2 separate regions of the Mus musculus genome follow, and region 1 is linked to region 2. A link is a contact called in public Hi-C data. All regions are on one chromosome and are shown on one strand. The core of a region is the stretch at or near the end of the contact, and the rest is flanking DNA. Distances in the headings are between cores, read along the strand shown. Region 1 holds the start of Cnmd (chondromodulin). Region 2 overlaps Vwa8 (von Willebrand factor A domain containing 8).

Region 1 (6,760 bases), core at 3,595-6,094, 540 kb before region 2:
AGCATTATTAGGATCATTAGCACTATCATTGCGTTGTTGTTGTTGTTATTATTATTATTATTATTATTATTATTATTATTATTATTGAGTCTAATTATAGCCCAGGCTAGCCTTTCATTCACAGGGTAGCAGAGGGTGACTTTGAACTCCTGGCCCTACTCCCCCTGACTTCCTTCATCAAGGTTCCTAGTCTTCTCTTCTCCCACTCCAGGCTGGAGTTCTTAAGAGAACTGCTCCATTTTCAGCCTTCTCCTCCCACCCACTCACTGTTATTTATTATTTTATTCACTCATTTTTTGAATAGCTAATACGTGCTTCCAATTCAGAATTTAAAGCATTACAGAAGATGTACGGTGAACCGCTGCCCTCTCACCAGACTCCCAGGACCCACGATCATCCCAGAGGCAGCCCGCTAAGTCCAGCTCCTTCTTTAATCTCCATAGATCATATACACATATACTTATAGGAATTTTTATACTGGGGCATCTCTATATTTTTCTATCTTTGGGAGGGTTTTCCACTTAAAATATTTTAGAGGTTGTCTAATGTCAGTATATGCAAAGCTACCTCGTTCTTCTAAGTGGCTGCCGAGGTCCCACTGTGAGGTTACGGCTTCAGTTCTCTCTGGACACTAAGGATCTTTCTAGCTTTTGTTCTAACAAACATGTGACAGTGAGCATCCTGCCTTGTGAGTGCTTTTGCAGAATAAAACCCACAGAATGAAATTGCGTTTTACATTTTGAAATCAAATCGTTCTCTGCAGAAGTCGTACCGTCTCATCTACCCACAGCAAGATATAAGAAGGCCTTGTTTCCCCCTCAGACTATGCAAGACTTTTTTAGACAAATGTTTTTTTTATTTTTGCTACTTTGAAAGGTGAAAAATAAAAATTTTAAACCTTTAAATTTTTAAACTCCATACACATTTTATAATGGTCACCCTCTCCTGCCCCTTCAAACTCCCCCGTACCCCCCACATTCCTCTCTCAAGTTCATGTCCTCTTGCTCTATAATTTATATGCATGTGTGTGTGTAGCCTAGAACCTGCGACTACGTAGGTCATAGACCCTTGAATCCATTTGGCTAAACTGATGTGATATCCAACTATCTTCTAAATCTTACCTTCTCCATAGATCAGTGTGGCTCTCCACCCTCATCAAGAAGCATCTTCAGGCAGCAGGAAGGGAGCGGTGACAGAGAACCACAAGGAGTTAAAGTGCAGAGAATACGTGAAGGTCTGGAGCACGTCACCAAATCAGACATCCTAGTGCAGTCCCATACACTGGTTCAGAGAGCATCTTGGAAGAAGAGGTGGGAAGATTGTAAGAGCCAGTGGCTGGGGAAGACTGCTGGAGACAGGGGCTGGGGAGGACAGCTGTAAAATGATGTCTTCTCAACATGACAGGGATGTTACCCCCATGAACCCTCAACAAGGTCTATACCAGTTAACTAATCTTCCACCCTGGATGGGGAAGGTCACCCAAGGCCCTACCTCTAGTTGAAAAGCTAGAGGCTTCTGGTGTCAGTGGGGAGTGGAGGGGTACTCGTTTATTTTTTTCACGGACAAGCCCCCTGATAGGTTGTCCTTGCCCTACGTTCAAATGCACATGGGTAGCGCTAAAGGCACACTGTGGATCTGCCCTATGGTTTTACTCAAGCACTTCTTCTCTTCCAGCCATTTGTGTTTCTCCCTCTGTAAGTCATCTCTTCCTACCTTTTGCCTGGTTGGAGATGGTCTCTTACAGATCCTAGAACCACTCTATATTATAAAAGTGAATTCCCATATATGATACTAGTGGCACCTATGTTTAGTCGCTGTGTAACCTCTTGTGATACATGTTATATGCCCAATAAGACAAATGCTGTTCTGTAGGTTTCCCCTGCCTCCTGACGGCAAAAAATCCAGAGCCCTTCACGGTTCTCATGGTTTTCAACTTTGGACTCTGCTGAACAATCTCTTTCAACTATATGCGGTCTGTACTAAGACTCGCCTTCTCTGTAGGGTCTCTGGTTTCCCGGAAATTCCTGGGACCGTGTTCTCAGGAAAGGCTATCTGCTTATCCTCATTCAGCAGAGGCCAGGAGAAGCCCAGCTGGATCTCACTGGGCTCTACCCCTGTACCATCAGTGGGATGTGCAGGCAAGGATTTTACACACATCCAGGGGGTGTGCAGGCAAGGATTTTACACACATCCAGGGGGTGTGCAGGCAAGGATTTTACACACATCCAGGGGGTGTGCAGGCAAGGATTTTACACACATCCAGGGGGTGTGCAGGCAAGGATTTTACACGCATCCACAGGGTGTGTGCAGGCAAGGATTTTACACACATCCAGGGGGTGTGCAGGCAAGGATTTTACACACATCCAGGGGGTGTGCAGGCAAGGATTTTACACGCATCCACAGGGTGTGTGCAGGCAAGGATTTTACACACATCCAGGGGGTGTGCAGGCAAGGATTTTACACACATCCAGGGGGTGTGCAGGCAAGGATTTTACACACATCCAGGGGGTGTGCAGGCAAGGATTTTACACACATCCAGGGGGTGTGCAGGCAAGGATTTTACACACATCCAGGGGGTGTGCAGGCAAGGATTTTACACGCATCCACAGGGTGTGTGCAGGCAAGGATTTTACACACATCCAGGGGGTGTGCAGGCAAGGATTTTACACACATCCAGGGGGTGTGCAGGCAAGGATTTTACACACATCCAGGGGGTGTGCAGGCAAGGATTTTACACACATCCAGGGGGTGTGCAGGCAAGGATTTTACACACATCCAGGGGGTGTGCAGGCAAGGATTTTACACACATCCAGGGGGTGTGCAGGCAAGGATTTTACACGCATCCACAGGGTGTGTGCAGGCAAGGATTTTACACACATCCAGGGGGTGTGCAGGCAAGGATTTTACACACATCCAGGGGGTGTGCAGGCAAGGATTTTACACGCATCCACAGGGTGTGTGCAGGCAAGGATTTTACACACATCCAGGGGGTGTGCAGGCAAGGATTTTACACACATCCAGGGGGTGTGCAGGCAAGGATTTTACACACATCCAGGGGGTGTGCAGGCAAGGATTTTACACACATCCAGGGGGTGTGCAGGCAAGGATTTTACACACATCCAGGGGGTGTGCAGGCAAGGATTTTACACACATCCAGGGGGTGTGCAGGCAAGGATTTTACACGCATCCACAGGGTGTGTGCAGGCAAGGATTTTACACACATCCAGGGGGTGTGCAGGCAAGGATTTTACACACATCCAGGGGGTGTGCAGGCAAGGATTTTACACGCATCCAGGGGGTGTGCAGGCAAGGATTTTACACGCATCCAGGGGGTGTGCACGCAAGGATTTTACACACATCCAGGGGGTGTGCAGGCAAGGATTTTACACACATCCAGGGGGTGTGCAGGCAAGGATTTTACACGCATCCAGGGGGTGTGCAGGCAAGGATTTTACACGCATCCACAGGGTGTGCAGGCAAGGATTTTACACGCATCCAGGGGGTGTGCAGGCAAGGATTTTACACGCATCCACAGGGTGTGCAGACAAAGTGCCTTAGACTGATCACTAGACTCTTTTTGCCATCAAGCTTAACAGTCTAAACACTGTCCCTCCCAACATAGCCCCTCACCCGGTCTTCTGCAATTCTCATAGTCCTGGTAGGTCTGAAATCATCCCCTGAGACTCAGCAGGTGCTGCCAGCTCTGTGGTGACAGTGACAGTGTTTTCCATTCCTCTCTTCCCTTGCAGCCCCACATCCGAGCTCTTAGCCTAAGAGCCACATCTCCACGCAACAATGCCTTTCTTGATCCTTAAACACTCTCCTGCTGCAGCCTTGCACATCCACGGTCCCTCTGCTCAGGACCTCCCAAGCACCAGCCCTCAGTCACTTCTCAGCAGAGAGTTCTAAAACAACTAAATTTCCCAGTGTGAATTGAGGAGCCCTGGCTCCAAGTGAGGTACCACGGAAGAAGACATTTTCTTCAAAGGTGGGTACGTGCCTCAGAGAAAAGCATGCCCGGGACCTCATAAAATCAGGAGCATTGGCCAATACCTGTGCTCCCAGCACTCCAGAGATGGCGGGAGGAAAGTTCAAAGTTTAAGGTCATCCTCAGCTACATATGGAGTTCTGGGTCATCCTGAGCTACATGAGACTGTCAACAACAAAAAAGCAAACCATGTTCTCTGTCCACTTAATGGAGCTATTTACTACATATATGTAAATGATACGTAACCACCTTTTATTTGTTCCTTTGGTCGTAGCCAATCAGTGTTTGGGAAACACATTTTCTGCTGTTTAATCAGTGTGGACTTAACTATAGGCATTTTCTTTCATTCCAGGCTCCCCGTTTCCTCTGCTTCAGGACCCTTCTGCTTTTGCTGCACTGTTGCAGCAATTAAACCCCTCCCTTAGAGGACCCAGTGGCAAAGGCCATCTCCAACATTCTGCCCCATGCTCTAGTTCCAGGGGAGTCCAGCAGTTCCCACCTCCAGCGGAAACCCTAGTAGAAAGGGTATCTTAACATTGGCACTTGAGACAGGCCCCCCATCTCTCATCACACTCCCCTCTCATTCTGCTTCCAGGGCCCCTTGGAGAAATAGGCTCCAGCCAGTGTCACACTGCAAAGCCCTCTGATACTCTAAGAAATCCTGGCAAGCTAGTAACTGGGGGTGCTGGTGGGGTTCCAAGGCTCAACATCCCTTACATACTCAAACCTGTCTGGATGTCCCTCTGGGTTTTTGGAGGGGAGAGAGTGATGGGGAGGACACATCTGAGAACACAGGATAAGCTGAGTAGGCTGCTCCAGGGTGGAGGGAAGAGGGAGGGGAGAGGTGAGGTGCTGGAAGGGGTGGGGACAGAAGGGCTGGCCAGAGCAGGACGCTGCTGTTGCTGCTGCTGCTGCTCCTGCTGCTGCTGTTGTACAGGGGGCATTCGTTGTAGGGACAAGAGGACAGTTGGAACAGTTAGGACAGTGGGATAGGGTCTTCGCGTATCTTACTTCTCCATCTTCAGCCATGACAGAGAACTCAGACAAAGTTCCTATCACCATGGTAGGGCCTGAGGACGTTGAGTTTTGCAGTCCCCCGGTGAGTACCTCCTGGGTCCCCAGGACTGCTGTGGAGTAAGTCCAGACACAGAGACCCCGGCTTCCTGTGGGTGCCAGGTCCACTTCTGGGATCAGGGATTTGGGCCTTTGGATGTGTGGTGATGAGGGAATCAAATGAGAATGTCCAGTGTGGGGGGAGAGTGTCAGGGTACAGAGGATCCACCACAGGCGTGGAGCAGAGGGTGCAGTACTAGGGGGCCGGCCTAGGGAAGAGTCTGCTATGGTACTTCCATGTCTGAGGACAAGGGACACTCGCAAGGCAACCTCTGAGTGTTCTTGGGGCCAAGGTTTCCTACTCCAGTCCTCGCGGTTCCCCCGGGACAGGATGCAGGGATCGCGAGTGTGGGTGGCACGGCAACCAGTCCATCTCCTGCCCCGCAGGCGTACACCACCGTCACCGTGAAGCCCTCCGGGAGCCCAACACGGCTGCTCAAGGTAGGAGCTGTGGTCCTCATTTCTGGCGCGGTACTGCTGCTCTTCGGGGCCATCGGGGCCTTCTACTTCTGGAAGGGGAATGACAATCACGTAAGTTCAACGAGTGACTCCCCAGTTGGGATGCAAGGGCCGCCAGGTGCGCAGGGTGGCCGAACCCCTAGGTGGAGCCAGAGCGCTGCTCGGCCAGCGGGCACAGCCTGCTGCTCCCTTTGGTCCCCTTGGTTCTCTTGGACACCTCCCTTCTCAGGTCTAGCCTAAAGTGGGTACAGGGTACAGGGTAGGCAAGCTCAGGGTTCCTAGGCTGAAAACAGAAACGGGGACTGTTCGAGAACGCCCTGGACACTGTGGGAAAAGCCATTTTCTGCCATCCCAGCCTAACGCAGCTTACCAAGCAGTTGTGAGGCAGTGGGTAGGGCACGTGACCTCTCTGAGCTTCTTCTCCAGAAAGAAAGAAATGAAAGTAAATGATCCTTGATGCCTGTCCCAGCTGAGGAAAGCCATAAATTTAAATAGGACAAAGGGTAGAAAGAATATTCAATCCTACAGCTGAGGGAAACTCTTTTAACAAGAAAGTTCTCCTGTTTGTGACCTATTTATTCATTCTCCCTATTCTGTGTTAAAACAAAAAGTCAGACTTCCTTAGAGGTAACAAATCTCTTTTAAGAATCAGTGTGCTCACCTGTGATTTAATGGCAACAGTCTCACTAACGACTCTCCTCCCTTTATGTGCTCATTGAGATTAAGGCTGGATAGACTCTCTCAAGGAGTATAAAAAGCGTTTCTGTCTGAACTGGGCAGAGTTCCAATGCGTTCTCTAAATACCTGAGTGTGTCCACCTATGTAAAAGGGGACATTTTATCTTGATGACCATTGCCATACCGGGTATAAGCTTATTCCAGCTAATGGAAAAGAATTCCATCTCCAGGGAGCACACAAAGGGCTCTTTCTTAATCACTGTCCTCCAAGGTTCGCTGACTGCCTCTTTTCCTCCTCTCCCACCATGAAATTCAAGGCATGAACAAATTCCAGTACTTAGAGAAAATGGTGCTGAAAGCAATTCAACCATTTTACACAACACATCTTCTGCAGTCACTGCATAATTTGTATTTTTAACTCAAAAGCCTCATGTAGATAAGCAAGCCATTTAGCACAGAGTCTGTTTTAGAGACTATATCAAATTTACAAGCATCAATTTGTAAGATCGGAATTGCGCTGTAT
Region 2 (5,909 bases), core at 2,225-4,724:
GACAAAGCTTGGGGAGAGCTTGGCTTTGTCTCCTGCTGTGTGCCCACCCTGCTAAGAGGAAACAGAAGTCAGTAGGGAGAGTTTTGCCATTCTCCTTAAAACTACTAGAAACCCTGATGTTGCTGCCTAAATTTCAAATGAAGGAGATTTCATTTAGAAGTCTGGATTCTGAGATGCACAATGCCTTGTTGGCCTGAGACCTTCCTGGCTTGTGTCACACCTGTGTCACCAATACCAATTTGTGTGCGTTTGATCAAACTCTTTTGTAGTCTTCTCTGAGAGTACCACCTCTACGTACTTAGTCTTTAGGCCTTAGGGAAGCTAAATGGTGGAGAGAATAAAAACAAGGCAGACAGCTAGCACCATCAACTTGACAGGATCTAGACCAGTGCTTCTCAACTGTCCTAATGCTGTGACCATTTAATACAGGTCCTCATGGTGTAGTGACCCCCAACCAATGGAAAACAATTATCTCATTGCCTTTTCATAACTGTAATTTTGCTACTGTTCTGAATTGTAATGTAAATATATAATATGCAGGATATCTGATATGTGACCCCTAAGAGGGTCCTGACACACAGGTTGAGAACCAGTGATCTAGAATCGCTGATCCAGGAGGCAAACCTCTGGGTGTGTCTGCGAGGGACTTTCTAGATTTGGTTATGTGAAGTGGGAAGACCTGCCCTGAATGTGAGCTGTGGGCATCCCATGGCTGATGTCTCAGGAGAAAGCTGGCTGAGTGCAGCCTTCCCTCCCTCCCTCCTACAGGGGACAGAATGGGGCAGCCATATGTTCTTGCTGCTGCGACTTCCTTACCACTAACCTGAATTCCGCTGAACTTCGAGCACAAATGAGCCCTTGTCAGACATTTTGCCACAGCAACAGGAAAGGGACTGACCCATAGGCTTCTACAGCAGAGAGAACCAGGCTGAAATTACAGCTCTGTTCTTCACTAGCACAGCAACTGTGGCCAAATTACTTAAACCTCAAAATGGAAAGAGAAGCACATACCGAAAGTAGTGGCTATCATGATCTTTCTCTCTCTCTCTTCCTTCCTTCCTTTCTTACTTTTTCTTTTTCGTTTTGGTTTTTGGTTTCTGGATTTTTTGAGACAGGGGTTCTTTGTATATCCCTGCTAAGATTATAATATACCCGATTTTATAGAAAAAGAAATTAAGTCCTAAGAGGTGGCATGAGTCCTCAGGGAGACGTGCTAACGGTTCAGGAACGAGGACCTCCTTCCTGGATTACAGGCTGGAGGACATTTCTCTGTACCTGTGGCTTCAACAGGACCCACACTGTGTCCCATCTTTCAGGTTATGCCACCTCATACAATGCTTCTCATACAAGACTTTCCTTTGAGGGTCAAAACTCTTCTAGTGCAGATAGCCAACTGACTGTTTTTTAATTGTCATTCTTTTGGGAGGGTGACATTAGCAGAGACAGCTTATTCAGAGGTTGCACACTTCAGGGGCTCGGATGATGGCTCGGTTGGTGACGTGCTTGCCATGAAGCCTAAGTTCAGTCCCCTAGAACCCATGGGCGATTGGTGCACATCTGTAATCCCAGCACAGGATAGTCTCTGGAGCTGCTGGCTTGGCTGTCTAGCTGAATCAGTGAGCTCCAGGTTAAATAAGAGCTGCTCACCTTGACCTCTGGCCTCTATGTGTGCATACATGCACCTCCCACAAAAAAGATAGCATGCTTCCGAGGGAAAGAAGCAGGCCAGGGAGGGGCTAAGCAGCTCAAAATGACCCGGCTATAAAGGACGAGCGTTATTGCACTTAAGGGTCATGGCTTGTGTACCCAACAAGCCAGGTTTGGTCAATTGTCCTCAATAAGCTAACTAAAGAAGCCATACTAATAGTAAAAGCAGAAAACAGGCATTATTCAATGTGGCAATACTGGGATGAAGACAAGGAAATCTATCAACTTCTCCAAGTCTACCTTGAGGGGCCTTGACAGAGGGTAGAGTTTTAATAGGAGGCAAGAGGCACATGGTAGTTCAGCTATGAAAAATGTCACCAGAGTAAAATGACTTCAGAAGCTGCTGGAACCACTCATTCTCCCCTCTTTCTGGAGTCAATTTGTTGTGGGTGACAGACACCCTTTCTTTTTATCCCTCTGTGACTGTCATAATGCTGCCGTCCTTAGGTGTGCCCTGACAAGCCAGGGTCAGCCACCCATCCTAATCACGTAACCAAGGAGCCTGGATATTAGTGAGAGCAGACAAAGAGAGGCACCCAATGCGGTCATGCCGATGAAAGGACAGAGGGATCACTGGACCCCTCCCCATGTCTGTCTTTTTAACTACAGTTCTGCAAGACTAAACTGACAGGAACTGCTCAGGAGATGGAATTCTAACATTGACTAGGCTGAGGCAGTTCTGTTTTAAGCTCGCTGACACCCTCTTGTGGTCAGCAGAATAATTTTAGTTAAGTATAAATTGGGAGTGATTTAGAAGTTAGTGCTTAAATATAACAAGATAAATAAGGGTAAAATGACATTTTAAAGGTTATTATATTATTTTAGGCTTTAGCCTATGCTTAGAGGCAAAAATATTTCCAAGTGTCTCTTCAAGAAACATCAAGGTGAGAATGGATGTTTTTCTTGTGGTGCTGTTCATAAAAGAAATACTATTATAATTAAGAATAATGTTCAACATATGTGGTAGTAGCCATATTACCACCAATTCCTTAGGCTTTTTTTCTAATGCTGTAAATGAAAGAATATTCTGTGATTCTCTGGATTTCACTGGTTTGTGTATGGATAAGAATCCTATTTGGGGAACTTCTCCAGAATGTTGCCTTATCAAGATGCACTCCATGAACACAGCTCTGGAATGGGGTGTGTGAGAATACCCCATGGAGAAGCTGGCGAACCTGCAGCTAAGTGAAAGTAAGTTTACAGATGCCCCCTTTGTATTCAAATGCTGACTTAAGAGTCAGGGATAACTAGAGCAGCAAGGCAAATAAGGGTAGCCATACACCTGTTACCTGGGGCTAACAGCCAAGGGGCCATCATACAGACAGAGGAGGGAGGGAGGGCCTTTCTAACTTAGCATGCCAACCAGTGTGGACAGGAGGAGTGGTGGAGTAAGACATCACCACTTGGCAACCATCACTGTATTCGTACACGCAGAGAATGCCAAAACAATGGATGAATATTGACAGGTTTGGAACACACGCCACAAACACCCATCCTAATCATAATGGGAAATAGCGCTCGCTCCAGGTGAATCCCATCGGAGAGAACACCTCCACCTCACCATCGGTGGACCAGTTCTCCGTGCCGGATAGGGCACACTGAACGGAGCCATGTTGTCAGTGACTTTCCTGCCAAAAATTCGTACTCTGGGTCCCGAATCAAAGGATGTTTTACAAAACAACAGGTTGTGGTCTTCAAAATACCACAGAGAACCAGTTATGAAAGCCAGCAAAATGAGGAACTGATGAGACAGAAAGACACCAAAGAGGCCGCTCTTCAACTCCTTCCTGTTCTCACTGGGCACTGGAGCTGAATACGGTCTGGGGACAAGGCTTCTACACTGTATCAATCTCACATTCCTGAGCTTGAGGTCTGGATGGAGGCCATGCCATGTGCCTGGGGAGGAAATACTCCGGTATGTAGAACTAAAGGATATGTACATTTTACTTTCAAGCAGTTAATGAAAAAGAGACACATAGGCACAGGTATCACATGTAACACAGAGAGAAATTAAAAAGACTTCATAAACACAGTGTTTATGAAGGTAAAAAAAAAAAAAAACAAACAAACAAACCAAAGCAAACCAAAATCAAAACGGTTAAATTCCCAAAGGGCAGAAATCCTAAACAGAATTTGACTCCTAATAACGTGACCCCGTGCCCCGTTCTCATTCAAGGCATGTCAGTGCAAACAGATTCCCCTCACATTTAGAGAAGATCAGAACATGTAGTGATAAACTTGGAGGAGAAAATTCGAGATCTATTTTTAAAGGACATTCTATTGGAGTTTTAGGGAAAAAATCACATACATAAATAAATATTAAAATATACTTCTATTTGCCACACATCATCCATGCATGCAAGCATCAGGCATCTGTCGTGGAGTTGGGCATTGGCGAGAAGTGAGCTATTTTCAGAATGGTTAACTAATTCCTGTCATACTTTTACAACAAACCCAGCTTACTCCCACCACCAATCCAGAAGCTATAGGGGAAGAACAACCATTGCAATAGTAGATCCTGTTAGCCACGAGACAGTTCCTCCACACTATGGGCCCCTCCAAGCCAGGCCAGGACACCGCAGTTTCTGGTGGTACATTTTCATCAATAGGAATTCAGTGTGGTTAAGGAGATGGTTTTCAATCGAGCATAGTGCTTTTCCTTTGGGTTAACACAAGGCCTATGTAAGTATAAGATTTTCCAGGAGGGGTATAGGAGAGTGTTCTTTATGGGAACATTGCCCAACCCACACCAGCAATGAAGAATGTATTGAGTTTAGCAGCTTAATCTTCACTCCTAAAATAAAATGCAATGAGAATTACTCAGCTTTAAGTAGCTCATTCTGTGATCAGCTGATAGAGTGTCTGGCATGTATAAAGCCATATGTGTATGTATGTATGGTTTATATGTATATATATATATATATATATATATATATATATATATATGTAAGATGTATGAAGGGTCTGATTCTCAGTATAGCAGAAACAAGATGTGGTGGTATATGCCTGTAATCCCAATACTTGGACACAGAAATAAGAGGATCAAGTAGGTCTTTCTTGGATAGATAGCCAGTTTGAGGCTAGCCTGGGCTACATACAACTATGCATCAAAAAGAAAAACTGGGTGAAGCTCACTAAATGCAAATGTATTCAGAACAGCAAAGAAAAAGTTGGCAAATTTTATCCTGGCAACGATAAAGCCTCATAAGAGCCGTGGTGCCACTTGATGGTGAGTATGTGAGAAAGGAGCTAGCCCTGAGGAAGAACAGCTCTCATGCGTGCTGACTCCTAGCTATGAGCTGGACACTTTTACTCTGGGATTTCCTGGTTCTATGAGACAGGAAATTACCATTTATAGCTTAAGTTAGTGTTAACTAAATCAATGTTCCTATTAAACATCATCTTACATTCTGTCTTTTTTTTTTTTCCTTCTGAGACATAATCTCATGTAGCCCAGGCTAGCCTCAAACTTACTATGTAGCTGAATCTGGCCTGGAATTCCAGACCATCTTTCTACCTCTTAAGTCCTGGGAGTAGAGGTGTGCTACAACACCCTGGTATGGTTTTTTTGTTTTTGCTAAGATACAAATGTGTGCCTTCATCTTGCACAACTTTTGATTCCACAATGAACCTGCAAACACATAGATAATAGCTTTTTTTCTTCAAATGCATAAGGAGAATTACTGTTTTAACCAGCGGCCCAACCCTATTTATTTATCCTACAAATCATAAGTGGCGTGCAACACAGCTGTATCATAACCATAACTACAATAAAGGGCTTGTTCAGCATAAAGGGCTCATTCTAAGAGGTCTTCTAGAATTGTCTACTTGATAAAATATTTTTTAATAAAAGTAAATTTTGAGGGCTACTGGGTTAAACTATTTGTTTTCTTTACAGTGGGTATCCCCAACAACAGATGTACTAACTGACTTAACCTGTAAACATCTTCTCAGTTACAGTGTCTTGCAACGGCTAGCACATAGGCTCCTGTCTTAGTCAGGGTTTCTATTCCTGCACAAACATCATGACCAAGAAGCAAGTTGGGAAGGAAAGGGTTTGTTCGGCGTACACTTCCATGCTGCTGTTCATCACCAAAGGAAGTCAGGACTGGTACTCAAACAGGTCAGGGAGCAGAAGCTGAGGCAGAGGCCATGGAGGGATGTTCTTTACTGGCTTGCCTCTCCTGGCCTGATCAGCCTGC

The links. A called contact is a pair of places that touch in the nucleus more often than the background predicts.
Region 1: a Hi-C map of pro-B cells shows a contact between it and region 2, with 4 times the contacts expected there. The contact joins the promoter of Cnmd here to the enhancer-like site in region 2. A contact is called at or near these places in 1 of 39 promoter capture datasets (pre-B cells), 3 of 484 Hi-C or Micro-C datasets (CD4 T cells, CD8 T cells and pro-B cells) and 1 of 115 datasets of contacts at active chromatin or transcription factors (large pre-B cells).

What each region holds. Positions count from the first base shown.
Region 1 is chr14:79,660,267-79,667,026 of GRCm38.p6, reverse strand. Cnmd (chondromodulin) reads left to right here and starts at 4,844. Exons shown (of 7, transcript NM_010701.3): 1 at 4,844-5,087; 2 at 5,489-5,632. The coding sequence starts at 5,016. It overlaps Gm41218 (a long non-coding RNA gene), which reads right to left and starts at 4,094. Exons shown (of 5, transcript XR_874848.1): 1 at 4,054-4,094; 2 at 1,122-1,297.
Region 2 is chr14:79,121,231-79,127,139 of GRCm38.p6, reverse strand. All of the region lies in intron 37 of Vwa8 (von Willebrand factor A domain containing 8), which reads right to left. All of the region lies in intron 1 of Gm30970 (a long non-coding RNA gene), which reads left to right. Among named protein-coding and RNA genes, the nearest start is that of Gm30970, 11 kb to the left of the region's middle. Within about 2 kb of position 3,474, at least 73 of the 459 cell types and tissues checked have an H3K27ac peak or open chromatin away from gene starts, as enhancers often do. A contact at or near this core is called in pro-B cells, where this site is marked.